Regions from separate parts of the Gasterosteus aculeatus genome. Here region 2 is linked to region 1. Evidence: chromatin contacts called from public Hi-C data. All regions are on one chromosome and are shown on one strand. Each heading gives the region's core, a stretch centred on a gene start, on an enhancer-like site or on the middle of the called end of the contact. The rest is flanking DNA. Distances are from core to core; before and after follow the strand shown. Region 1 has its middle 78 kb from the start of satb1b. Region 2 holds the start of LOC120810576 (m-AAA protease-interacting protein 1, mitochondrial).

The links. Hi-C and Micro-C count contacts between places; a contact is called where the count stands out from the background.
Region 2: a Hi-C map of whole body shows a contact between it and region 1, with 2.3 times the contacts expected there. The contact joins the promoter of LOC120810576 here to the enhancer-like site in region 1. A contact is called at or near these places in 2 of 6 Hi-C or Micro-C datasets (tail fin and whole body).

What each region holds. Positions count from the first base shown.
Region 1 is chr20:4,803,150-4,809,128 of fGasAcu3.hap1.1, forward strand. No RefSeq gene overlaps it. Among protein-coding and RNA genes, the nearest start is that of satb1b, 78 kb to the right of the region's middle. Within about 2 kb of position 3,357, at least 5 of the 9 cell types and tissues checked have open chromatin away from gene starts, as enhancers often do.
Region 2 is chr20:4,908,515-4,914,600 of fGasAcu3.hap1.1, forward strand. It overlaps LOC120810576 (m-AAA protease-interacting protein 1, mitochondrial), which reads left to right and starts at 2,024. Exons shown (of 5, transcript XM_040165235.2): 1 at 2,024-2,575; 2 at 2,720-2,791; 3 at 2,895-3,021; 4 at 3,111-3,255; 5 at 3,862-4,233. The coding sequence starts at 2,207. The coding sequence ends at 3,946.

The DNA of each region.
Region 1 (5,979 bases), core at 2,107-4,606:
AAGGTAATTACAATAACTAATGAACTTTTACACCTTCAACAAAGTTATTGACATCCTGTAGCTGGTGAGTGAAAACATAAAAAGTGTCTCCAAGAACCTCACATGGCACATGAAGTTAGCAGAGAAACACAAGCGCACAGCCATCAAAAACACACCTGCCAGTCGGCGTAACGTCGGGTCAAATCCCAAAGGGCACACAGACTAACAGTCTAATTATGTAAGATGGATGCGGGGAGAATACGCCATACATTCTACAGTATACCATTAACACAGTTAAGTGAAATGACAATTACAGGATGAAAAGAGAACCTCTAATTATCTCTTTGAGGATTAGAACTTCACTGATGAGAAATAATAGCTGGTTATGGATGATAGTGTCGTCGCGTTGTTATTCATCTGCCAGGCGAGTTTGATCAACTCACATGTGCTACTTATAAATAGCAAATGAGTGGTTTCTGTTCAGTCGCTGTACTTGATTGATGTGGTTGTTTTTCCAATCAACATTAACATCATTTCACTCAAAGAGGAGCCGGTTTGAAGGGCTACCTGGTCGGAGGTCTCGATGTCTAAGCACAATAGTCACATTTAAGATGGCAATTAAAGTAAAAAACAAGCCAGATGAAAAGTCCTCTCACTCTTATTTTTTATGTTTATTTAGCTTTTGTGATTAAATATTTTAATACAATGTCAACAAATGTTGACATTTTTAATAAAATGCATTTTACACTTCAAGTTGTTATTTTACGTTTAAAGACATTTGCAGCAATATAAGCAATCTATTAATCTTTAACCTTAAGCCTGCTTTACATCCGATACACACTGAATACGCTGAATAACTAAGCAGCCGGCTCATTGACAGCTCCAGAGGGTGGCGGCGATGCGACCCCTCGTACCGTCACTAAATCGCACCTCTCTGCTCCCCCGAAAACAGGAGAGCTCACAAGCAGACTCCTGCGACTGCATGAAACCCGTCGACACGCTCCACTAATTCAGGAACTCTAGAGTTGATCTTGTGTCCACGCTGGTAGTTCACAAAGTACAAAGAGGGAAAACCCGTCGCTACAAACTAGACGATGTCACAAATTAGGGCAATCAACCGGAGACCAATCAAAGGATGTGAAACACTCACATTTGAGTTGTGAGTCATTGGAACTTTAAATGCTTTCGTTGATGAGCCGTTGTTCTTTTAACATTACCAAAAAAGCTCCGAAAAAAAGAAATGGGAAAACTGTGAAACACTTCTGCAATGCAATGTTGCATCTGAAGGGTTCATCAAATGAAACAGAAATGTCCATACGACGCCTTGCAGGCCGTTTTTAAATGCATTATACAATTTGTTTATATCCCACATCATCAATTGATGAAACCCTAAATTTACTTCATGCAAGATTTAATACCAGCCTTTATGTGTAAGCCTACATGTTGCTCCATGACAACGGAGCCACGCCGTCCACAGAAGGAGGCCAGGAGATGCGTGTGAAAGCTGCCACAGCAGCTCCTTTAGACCTTGTGTTGTTCTGCTTTTGTCAAAAATCTGCATTCTTGCCCAACACTAATTATAAAGTTCTAAATCAGGTAATAAACTCACAGTTCCATGGTTACCAAACAAATAAAAAGAGGATTTATAGTTGGAAGTTTCTGTAATGCAGCCCCTGGTGATTAGATTTCCAATCTGTCAACTAATGCACCTCAATTTAAAACTCCACGTTGGAAATCATCCATTTTAACTCCAGCGTGAGACACTAAAGTCCTTCCTGCTGCAGGGCCGCTGCTCCCCAGCCGACCTCTGACCTCTCCGGGAAGTCCTCGAGCAAGAAACAGAGACCTGCGGTGTGGATCATCCATCGAGGCGTTCTGTGCCATTGTTTTTGTGCGTCGTGTGCGTCGGAGAGGATGCGTCGGGAGGCAGAGGGGGAGACGGAGTGAACGAGCAGCTGTGGCAATATTTCCAATATTTACTCTCCTCCACTGAGTGCAGTTGCTCGGGCCTTTGAGGAGCAATCAAACATCCGGAGATGGTCGGAAGATTCTCCCTTTAAGCCACGAGGTTTTATTTGAGGAAGAATACCGTCTGTTCATAGGATTTGCAGCCATTTCATTTGAATCCATCTGTTTTTAAGGTGAAAAAGAGAGAAGAGGGGGAGTGAGGAAAAATAAAACAAACAACAACAACAGGGGGAAAAAAAGGGAAGCGGGCTATTGAACAGAGCGTGTTTGTGCATCATATTGTGCTTGATGTAATGTAGGTCAGTGTTCTGCACAGCACCAGATAAGACACGGCGAACAAGTGCTGTGTGTACTTACAAGCAAATATCTGTCAAAATAGCAATTGACAGATCTACAAGAGCCTTCTCTCTCCCTCTCTCCCTCTCGCCTTCTCTCTTCTTTTCCTTTTTTTTTTCTATTTCTTTTTTTTTTTGGCCAGAGAAGTGGTTCCTTCGTCATTAGCATTTTTTGAAAAAAGGGCCAGAGATTTGGGCCTATCTGCCTCCACTCGCTGCTGCAAAGCCAGGCTGGCCCAGGTTGTTATCTGTGCACTACAGAGGTGCAGCTGTTTAGCAAATGGATTTGCAGATTTTTAAAGGGAGATGAGGAGAAAAAAAAAAGAGGGGGAAGAATCAGGTATTCACAACCACCCTCCCCAAACTGGCATTTTGTTTATGCACTGTGTGTGTGTGTGTTTTTTCTTATAAATCTTTACCTTCTGTTTTGTCAAGCCCACATTATTTTTGGAAATGGCATTAAACACACACGCACACAAAAAAAAGCATGAAAAACGCTTATTCTCTCTTTCTGCGCGTTCCTTTATTCACTTTCCAGCCTCCCGAGGGGCCTTTTCTTCCCCCGGAGCGGGTGCCATCGCCGCTCCAGTTCCCTAACTGGACCGAGGGAGGCTGGGAAGGGGAAGGAGGAACCAATGGGGCGCTTTAGGTGGGGTGGGGATGCTGCTGTCTTCACCACAGATGCTGGCAAGTGCGTCTCTTTTGTCTCATGCAATCCCAGCGAGGCCGACACTCACTCACACACTCACACACTCACACACACACACGTGGAGGAATTCTGGCTTCAATCAAGGGCCCCCATGGGAGAGGAAAAAGGGCCCTAAGCCATTGGAGACACTGAGGGTGGTTGGCTTTCCTAAGTGGGGGTATGTACGTATGTATTTATGCGCGCACAATCGCACACACACGCGCTACTTCAAACACCGCTTTGCTCTCTCCTTCTTAAAGGACACAGACAGACATATGCACACACACACACACACACACACACACACACACACACACAGAGCAGGCAGTGCGATGCCTCTGAGCTGCAGCCTCGGTCTCTACCAGGAGGTGTCGTGTAACAAACCGGAGGAGGTTCTCTGGCAGCAGAGGCACAGCGACTACACACACACCTGTGTCAGAAAGTGTGTGCGAACCACATCCAGGTCCAGCGGTGAAACATATTCCAACATGTACGGGAAAGATAGTTGCATTCATTTCCTCATTGTAAAGTAAATAACGGATTGCTGAGTGTTTTTTTATTTTTTTAATAAATGTTGCATATCATCTTTATTCGTGCATTGACAACGTAAAACAACTCTTTGCATTTAATAATGCATATTTTAGTAGCAATGAATATTGCACCATCTGTAACAGCAACTGTACGTCAATCCATGCATGTAAGTTATTCATGCTGTCACCCGTCTTCCCACATATCCGTTCTAACGTGTCTGGAATGTGTCGTTCGGGCGCGTTTGTCGGACGCCTGTTTCATGTCACAGGGATTACTCGAAGAGCTCTCACTGAGGTCTAACATATGACAAACCTGTACTGTTCAAATAAAGAATCTTGAATTCATGGAATTTATTTGAAATTTGGAAATATTAAATGGTAAAAAATATATATTTTAACATGGTGAATTTCTGCATTTCTTGTGATCCAACTTGGAAAATTGGAATAAAATAAAACAAAATTGTGCATATTTTTCTAATCAACAGTACACATTTTATTCACATAATCCAGAAAAAAAGGAACATGGGCCTAAATGGGCAGCTTTTCCCATCATGCTTTGCTGGTGTGAGTTGTCACGTCTTTCCTAAACTCCTCCAAGTGTTTATCCTCCCAAACACCTTTGACCTTTGGCTTCGTTGCTCTAAAAAGTCAAAGTGATTATTTCCGTCCCGGGTGCCTCTCAACAATTAACGGCACACCGACTATTAACAGACTGATTAATGAAGGCACCCTCTTACAGGCTCACGCTGAAGGAAATGAATTCAGATTAAGTTTCAGAGTAGCTCCATAATGTCAAGTTTGAATTTATTTTAAGACATAAGATATTCCAAAAGTTAGAAGCAACAGATGCACTACTTTGCATTTGTTATCAGTGTAATTGAATGGGCTATTGTGCTGATAAATGCTTTAAACTGCAGCTTGGGGGGACAGTAGGTGTTCTTTGTAATGACTGTACTTGCTTCCAAAATTGACAAAGAAATCTATTCAAAAAGAAGAGAGGAGGTTTGCAGGTGTCTTTTAATTTTATTCATCTTCTTCTTTGCTGAGCCATTAGTGGGTTTTGTCTTTGCCCAAACGTTGTGTGGGCGGCAGAGCTTACAATTAAACTATTGTTAAGGCAATTGAGAACTGATAAAACTGTATTTAGTCGGTGTAATATTCCAACGTTGCTTTACTATAATTACTATTAAACCATTTAACCTCACAACAGTTCTCAGCAGGGGAGCCGAAGCTCAAACGGGAAGCCGGAATCAAGACGAGGAATTATCCGAATTTCCAAGTTGCTGAGAAACCGATCATGGTGAAATAGTTTCAATGAAAATAAAACAATTATTTCTCTTATTTATCTTTCCGTTTGATGGAAGCGAATCCTTGTTTCTGTCTGTGGGTGAGAAGGTGTGACGAGAGGGTGCAGAGAGTAGTGGGGATGCTGGGCGGGGGTGAAGGGGGGAGGGTGGGATGGATGGGGGGGGGGGTTGGCCTTCGTCGAGGGGTCTAGCAGATGCTGCCTGTCCGCATGTTCCTCCCCTCGTGCCAGAAACACCCGGCTGGGAATTGGGAGAGGCGATCTATAATTTAACGCAGTGACAGTTCAAATGCCGCAGCAGCGAAGAGCCACAATGGAAATGAATCTCAGTGCTTTGGAGATCCAGGCTCGCCTCGAGCCATCGCCTCCTCTCCCAACGCCGAGGAGGAGCGAGGGAGGGCGAAGCAGGGAGAGAAAACACACACACACACACACAGTTCTGCACTCTCCTGCTCTCTACCAGGGAGCAGAGAGAAGAACCTCCAGCGTGGCATAATGACTTTGCAGGCAAACAATAAGAAATAAATACCTTGGAGCTCCTCTATTAGTCGACACTTAAAAATCCCCCCTCCTCCTCCTCCACCTCCACCTCCTCCTCCTCCTCCTCCTTCCTCTCTTTTTTCCCGGCTCTCTCTGGCTCTTAATGAGCCTCTTGTTGGAGAGGTAACTAGGGCCGCCGCTCTGCTCCGCGGCGCTCACGATGAGGAGACTGTTCGCTGTAATCACACAGAGGCTTGAGATGGAGGGAGCTCGGATTAGCTGCTTTGCCGCGTGAGGAGTGTTTAACACGGCACCCGACACCGCGCTCCTTCCTGTCCTCGCTAGACAAACACTCGCCGTCATTAATTTCATTCGCTTATCCCAAATCACTCCCCCTCCTCTTGTCTCGTGTTTCTCCTGCACTCCCTTCGTTCCTCCATTTAAAAAATGTTTAAAAAAATGCAAAAAAGGAATTTGGACCCTTACTGTTTTTTCGATTCAGCCGTCGGTGCAAATTATTGTTGCCCGCTGCTAAGAATTACCGGGTGAGGAAGCTAAATGAAGATGAAGAATTGGAAAATGTTTCCAGTTGGAAGAATGTTGATTACCAGGGCCGGGGTCCTGGAGGATTCCCCACTATTTATCCTCATATTTTGGGATGCCTCTCCCTTCCCGCTGCCCTCCTGGGGCCTT
Region 2 (6,086 bases), core at 774-3,273, 100 kb after region 1:
AGTGAGCGGTGCGTTTATTGGCTTTTTTTTTTTTTTTTACTGCCTCAGAAGGGGGACACAGTAAATAATATAAAGAAGAATTTGTTTTAGATCATTTTAGTTTGAAATGTGTTTCCACTTTCTCATCTTCTGTCTCGAGACCCACCCATTTAGTTTGCGGCCCCTTTTGAAGGGCCGAGGCCCCCGTGGTTTCGACAAATATCGCCACTTAAACGCCAGAGTTGCAACGTCATGCTCCATATTGTTCATTCCCATACCTCCAAATGTTGTTCTCAGGTGTTTTAAAACAGTAAATCCTTTAACGCAGCATGTGTTACTGATGAAGTTGTGTCAGGACTATTGATAGACCAGGCCTCGGGCTGAACCCACGCTCCACCTTCAAACACCCTGGAGGGGGCGGGGGGGGGGGGGGGGGTACTCGGCAGACATCTTCATCCCGGGGAGCTCAGCCGTGGACAACACTGCCTTTCAGTGGCGCAGCAAAGGAGCGGCGTCTCCACGGCTGAGGGACACGAGACGCTCTCAACTGGGGGATCCACAGCGACCGTGAGGTGAAGGCCGGAGAGACACCACCTCACGTCCAGCAGAAATGTCCTTTATTCTACTCTAATTATTGAGTTGCGACTTCCATGAATTTTTAATGGTCATGGAATATATATAGTTTACAATTTCATTGAGTTTATCGTAAATACAGCCACAAAAATAAAATTGATATACATATATATATAATTGATGAATTATATATATATATATATTTTTTACTATTATATATATTTAAATTTAAATTAAAAACATATTTGTCTCTATTATGACAGTTGATGATTTCATTTTAGGAGACAATTACAAGGGGAGGAAAGAGGCTCGTGTGTCGTGTATTTACTGAATAAGTCTTTATTCTTACTCCATCTCTTTCTTTCTCATAATGTATTTATTGTCTGCCCTTTCCCTTCAATGCTTCAGTAATTCCCCTCTTCATCCTCACTCTCTTATGAACTTCTATTGCTGTTTATAGCAGTCTGGACTCAAACACTTCTTCACTACTGGATTTATCTGCAGATTCCCCCAAGAATTGATCTTTATTCAGTTTATTGTGGAAGTGGTTTCATTCTCTGGTGTAAAAAGCATCGGGATATCATTTCATATAACAATGTGCCGCGCTGCTAATGATTGATAAATACGACTAGTTAGGGAGAACTTCAGGTGGGCGGAGCCGCGTGCAGGTGTCTGCAGGGCGTGCGTGCGGAGAGGAAAGGAAGGGGGGTATCGGGGGGTAAGCTGACCTGTAATCACCAAGAACAGCGGGGACTTAATGATGTTTTGGTCTGATGATCAAATTTCACATGTTTGCACAATCATTGCGGGGCACCTGCGCAGAATAACCGAGGCAGGGAGGAAAGGCCCGAAGGAACAACTTGTTCCGTGTGTGGGAGTGTGTCTGTGTGTGTGTGTGTGTGTGTACGCGTGCGTGTGCGTGCGGACATTATTGGCTTTTTGTGGTGATAATGGTGATACATGCACGCACGGACTCACAAAAGTTTGTTTTCCAGTCTCCTCTTTACTTTGTAACACACACGCGTACAGACACGACGTGAGGCGGATACGTGGATATTTGTCTCCCTCTACTGGTAAAAGTATGTAATGCAGCGTTGCTGCCTTTGGGTGCTGTCTGTACATTTCAACTTACTCCACTATAAAGAGAAAATATGAGCACAATATTGACAAATTCTGGTTAAATTTTTGCAGCAGCAGGATGGAAGAAGAGAGTATTCAACTGTTGTCAGACGGTGAGCACAAATACGCTTTAACAATGTAGTTCTCGTGTGTATATATATTTCACTTCACATGGTTTGCTGCTGTTTGTATTTATTTGGATATGTCACATGTCCATTCCGCCATATATAATCATATAAACCTAAGAGAAATATTTCAAAAAGATTGACTCAATATTCAAAACCAATGTCCTAAAAACCCCGCTGCCGTCACCGTTACCCTGAGAAGCGAATGGGGTTTTTCCTGCAGCACCCGAAGGCAGCGCTCGTGTGTGTTTACGTCTGAGCCGCGAGAAGGATTGTGGGTACAGCATGGGGGTGAGTTGCGTAAAGTTACCAAAGGCAACAGTGAAGCGGATGGAGGCTCCGGGTTCGTGACCCAAACAACGCCGGTACCCCCCCCCCCCCCCGCCTCCCCCTCCCTCTCCCCCGCTGTGATGCAGCGGATCATCAGCCTCGCCGTGACGCGCTCCCCCGTCGCGCTCCGCGCCTGGAAGAGGGGCCCGGCCCGCGGGGAGCAGCCGGCCGCGCACCGACAGGGTCCGGGGATGTGCGCCCGTCCCGCGCGTCCTTTCACCGGGCTGCCGGGCCGGAGGTTGTGCAAGCGGAGGTTCGCGTTCCCCTGTCAGAAGCACAGGCCGTTCAGCTCGGAGGAGGGGCCGCCGGGGATCCCCGCGGGGGGGCCCGCCGTCTCCGTGGTCGGTATCCCGGACCCCATCACGTGGGTCCGGTGCAGAGTTCTCATGTATCTGGTCGACCTGCACTTCGGGTTTGACATAGAGGAGTTTGAAAAAGGAGTGAAGCAGGTAAACCAAGACCGGAAGTCTACGCATGTCTTTAAACATCCGGGTAACTTTCCTCCACAAGGGAGGATGCGTTGCATCACCAACGCGTTATAACACCACCCTCACTGCAGGTGAATAAACCCCCTTCTTCCTCGTCCGGTCCAGGCTTTGGTCCACGTCTCCGGCCTTCTGTCCAGCGGCAAATACCACAATCTAGTGGGGATTGTGTCCAGCGAGGTGATCAATGACGCACAAGAATCAAACATCTTTAAGGCTTATAATTTAATAAATCAACAAGTTGGTGCGAATCAATTACCGGCAGCTTTTTCGGTCGTTTCAGACGATCGACTACGTCCAGACGAGGTGCGGGTCTCTCAGCGAGGCTCGGCGACGGCAGCTCGCCGTCACCATGGACGACATCGTATTCGCGCTGCCGGAAGACGTGTCCGTCGTCTTCGACAAACACGGTGAGTTTACGTCCAACACCCAGAGCGCGAGCGCGCTCGAGCCGCCGATCTGACCTCGCGGGCCTTTGCGTCTTCTTCCCGCCTCGCAGGTAGACAGTTCTGCGACGTGGCCATGAGGTTCTGGCTCCTGTCAACGTACGAAGGGCCCGACGACCCCGAGGGCACCAAGATCTTCCAAGTGGCCCCCAGTGGAGACGGCGGCCCGCAGAGGAGAATAGTGACGGCGGTCTATGAGTAAGCACAGTGAGAAGAAATATTAATACATATTCATTTGTATGATCAGAATACAGACCTTTTATAAAAAGTTTATAAATGTTAAATTCTGTCACTCCCGTCGTTGCGATGTTGGTCTAGAGAAGCACCGATACGATTCACCGCCGGAACGGAACGGGTCATAATTCAACTCCCGGTGCGTGTAACAGTCAAAGCCTCTTTCCGCGTCCCGCCGGTAATCCGGTTAGTTGCTGCAGCACATGGGCGGCTGTTCTACCTAATGCCCACCTATCTTGATAGCCACATTCTCCTCCCTATTGTTTCATGTCTGGAAATCCCCTCTGAGAAAAGCCCGTTTGACACTTCAAATGTCATCCCGTGAGGCTGGAGACGCAGTTTGGCAGGATGAGGAGGCTATTTTCAGACAAGGGGAGACAAGAAGCAGGACAGAGTTGAGTGTTTTCCAGGCCGGCTCTTCGTTGTTGTTGTTGCTTTGTTTTTATTTTTTTAGTTTTCGGGGATTCATTTTTCCTGCGTTCACTCAGGAGCAGAAGGGCGAGCGTGCACCTGGTCGAGAAGAGTTCACATCGTAGCTCCCGTTAAACACGTCCACCTTTCCCTCCCCAGATTCCACCGAGAGCTGACGAGAGGGGCGTCTCCCGACTGGACCGTCACCACTGTCTGGCACTGGCACTGGGAAGCGGCGGAGTGACGACGCCGCGGGCGGGACGGAGAGTTCGGCTGAATCGGCCCCGTTTGGAGGAGCGTACTTCGGGACGACGCGAAACAGGAGCCAGAGACACGACACCCCGAGGACATCGGGACTTATGGGGACCAATGGCACCCGGCTGTTGTCAGCAGAGCTATCGCCGTGACAACTATCCACGGGGGAAGGCCACGGAAAACGCCCGAAAAGATCATAAGTGAACCTTCATTTTATTTTTTTTGTCAAATCACAGCTCAATCAGAAGAGTTGTACCAATAAACGACTTGATCAAATATTTCCCAGGAGCCTTTATTTAAGGAGGTGAGAATTGAAGCCCTTGTCTTCCATAACCGTATTCTCGGCATGCGACACATTAAATATTTCAAGAAGTGCCCGAATTTGTAAAGGTACTTGTAGATAATCCGTTCTCCACAGTAAGCGGCAGGCGCCGAAAACTTCTCTTACCCGCTTTTTACCGATCAAAACAAAGTACTCGGGGGGGGATCGACCCAGGCGGGAGCAGCTTCCCCCCCCCCTGCGCTGCGAGCGAGAGCGACAGATTCCCCCAGAAAGCCGGGGCGCCTGAGCCCCGCGGTCGCTGCCAGGAAGGCGCCGCTCGTCAGAAAGCTCCGGCGTGACAGGCCGCTGAATGCCGCGTGTCATCCCATTCTGCTAAAGCGCGCCGCGCCATCATTAATGTTGACAACATATCTGACAAACAGAGGACTCTCGTCATTAGCGGCCGCTAATTCATGCGTAGTGAAATACGCCGAGGATTATTCTAATTTTCCTGCCTTGCGATTTGTGGTTGGTGGAAGTTTGCGTGGGTTTTTAAATTTTTTTACATTTCCTTTTTTTTTTTCGGGAGGCGCATCTCGAGGAGTCTTAATGGGATTAAATGAGTGCGGTTAGCTTAGCACGTGTCAATATGCTCGTGGGTTCAGCGAGAGCACATTAAAGAAAAATTCACCACGCCTGTGCGTCACTCAGTTTAATGGAAATTAACAGCAGAACAAAAACACATGGTGAATGTACAAAAAGCTAATGGTATTTTTTTTATTAGTTATTTCTCTGTTTTGTAATCAGCAGGCGCGTGCTGCGGGGGAGGCGGCGTGCCGAACCGTTTCATTAATCTGGTTAGCGAAACAGATTGCAAACAATTCCCCGTCCCTCTTTGGAAGTCTGCGTTTGTCTCTGCTCCAAGACGCCGCGGATTAATTTCTCCATCCCAGTCAGTCTTCCCGTTTCCAGGTTGATTAATAGAATGGCGAGATGAATGCGCCTGCACGTCAAACTCTGACCGAGGAAACGATGAAGGCGGGAGGAGCGTAGCTCTCGGTGTTTACTGAGGGCGTCAGCTGTTACTGTTGTTGTCCAAAGCAATCAACTAAAGACGCGACACCGGCTCACAACAGCTTCGGTGAGCCGACTGAAGACGACGCGAGATGTCGACAAGACAAGTGAGCTGTTGCCGAGCGTGAAATTCTATTTTTCATTTTGATGGACGTTGATGCTCTAGCAGACGTGTAATTGGAACACTTTGTGTTGCACGTTTACCTCCTGAAGTTGTGGCGTTATTAATATTTTGTGTTGTGACTAATTGAATACTTATTGTCTGTTGTGTTTTTGCACAGAGATCAAAGAAAACAAGAACTAGTTTCCATTTTAATTTGTATCTCACCTTTTATATAATCATTCATTTTCTGTTTGCTATTCAGTCTCATGTGCAGGAGATTCTCCTGTGACGGTTTGCATTTTCTAAATTAGTTTTGATGGAAAACTGGTTCTAATATTCAGGAACAAAGACTTTTTAAAAGTAAGTTGGGAAACAGAATGTGTGATTTCAAAAGCTCACTTGAATCCATCAGAGAACATATTAACGACAACCAGAAACACGTCGTGCTTTGTTCCAGGAAAAGGCAATTCTTTCATTTTCCTGCATAATGATGTGAAAAAATGTGCACCTGGTTGTCTAAGATGAAAAGCCGCCGGTGCACCTGACAGGTAATGGTTTATTTATTGGGTGTTAAATGTGCTCCGTAATGCGTTCCCGGCTGCTTTGCACACTGCATGTGATTCATCAAACAAGTCGCACATGTTTCCCTTCAACAGATTCATAACCATGATCGTGATAGAGTACACGTCT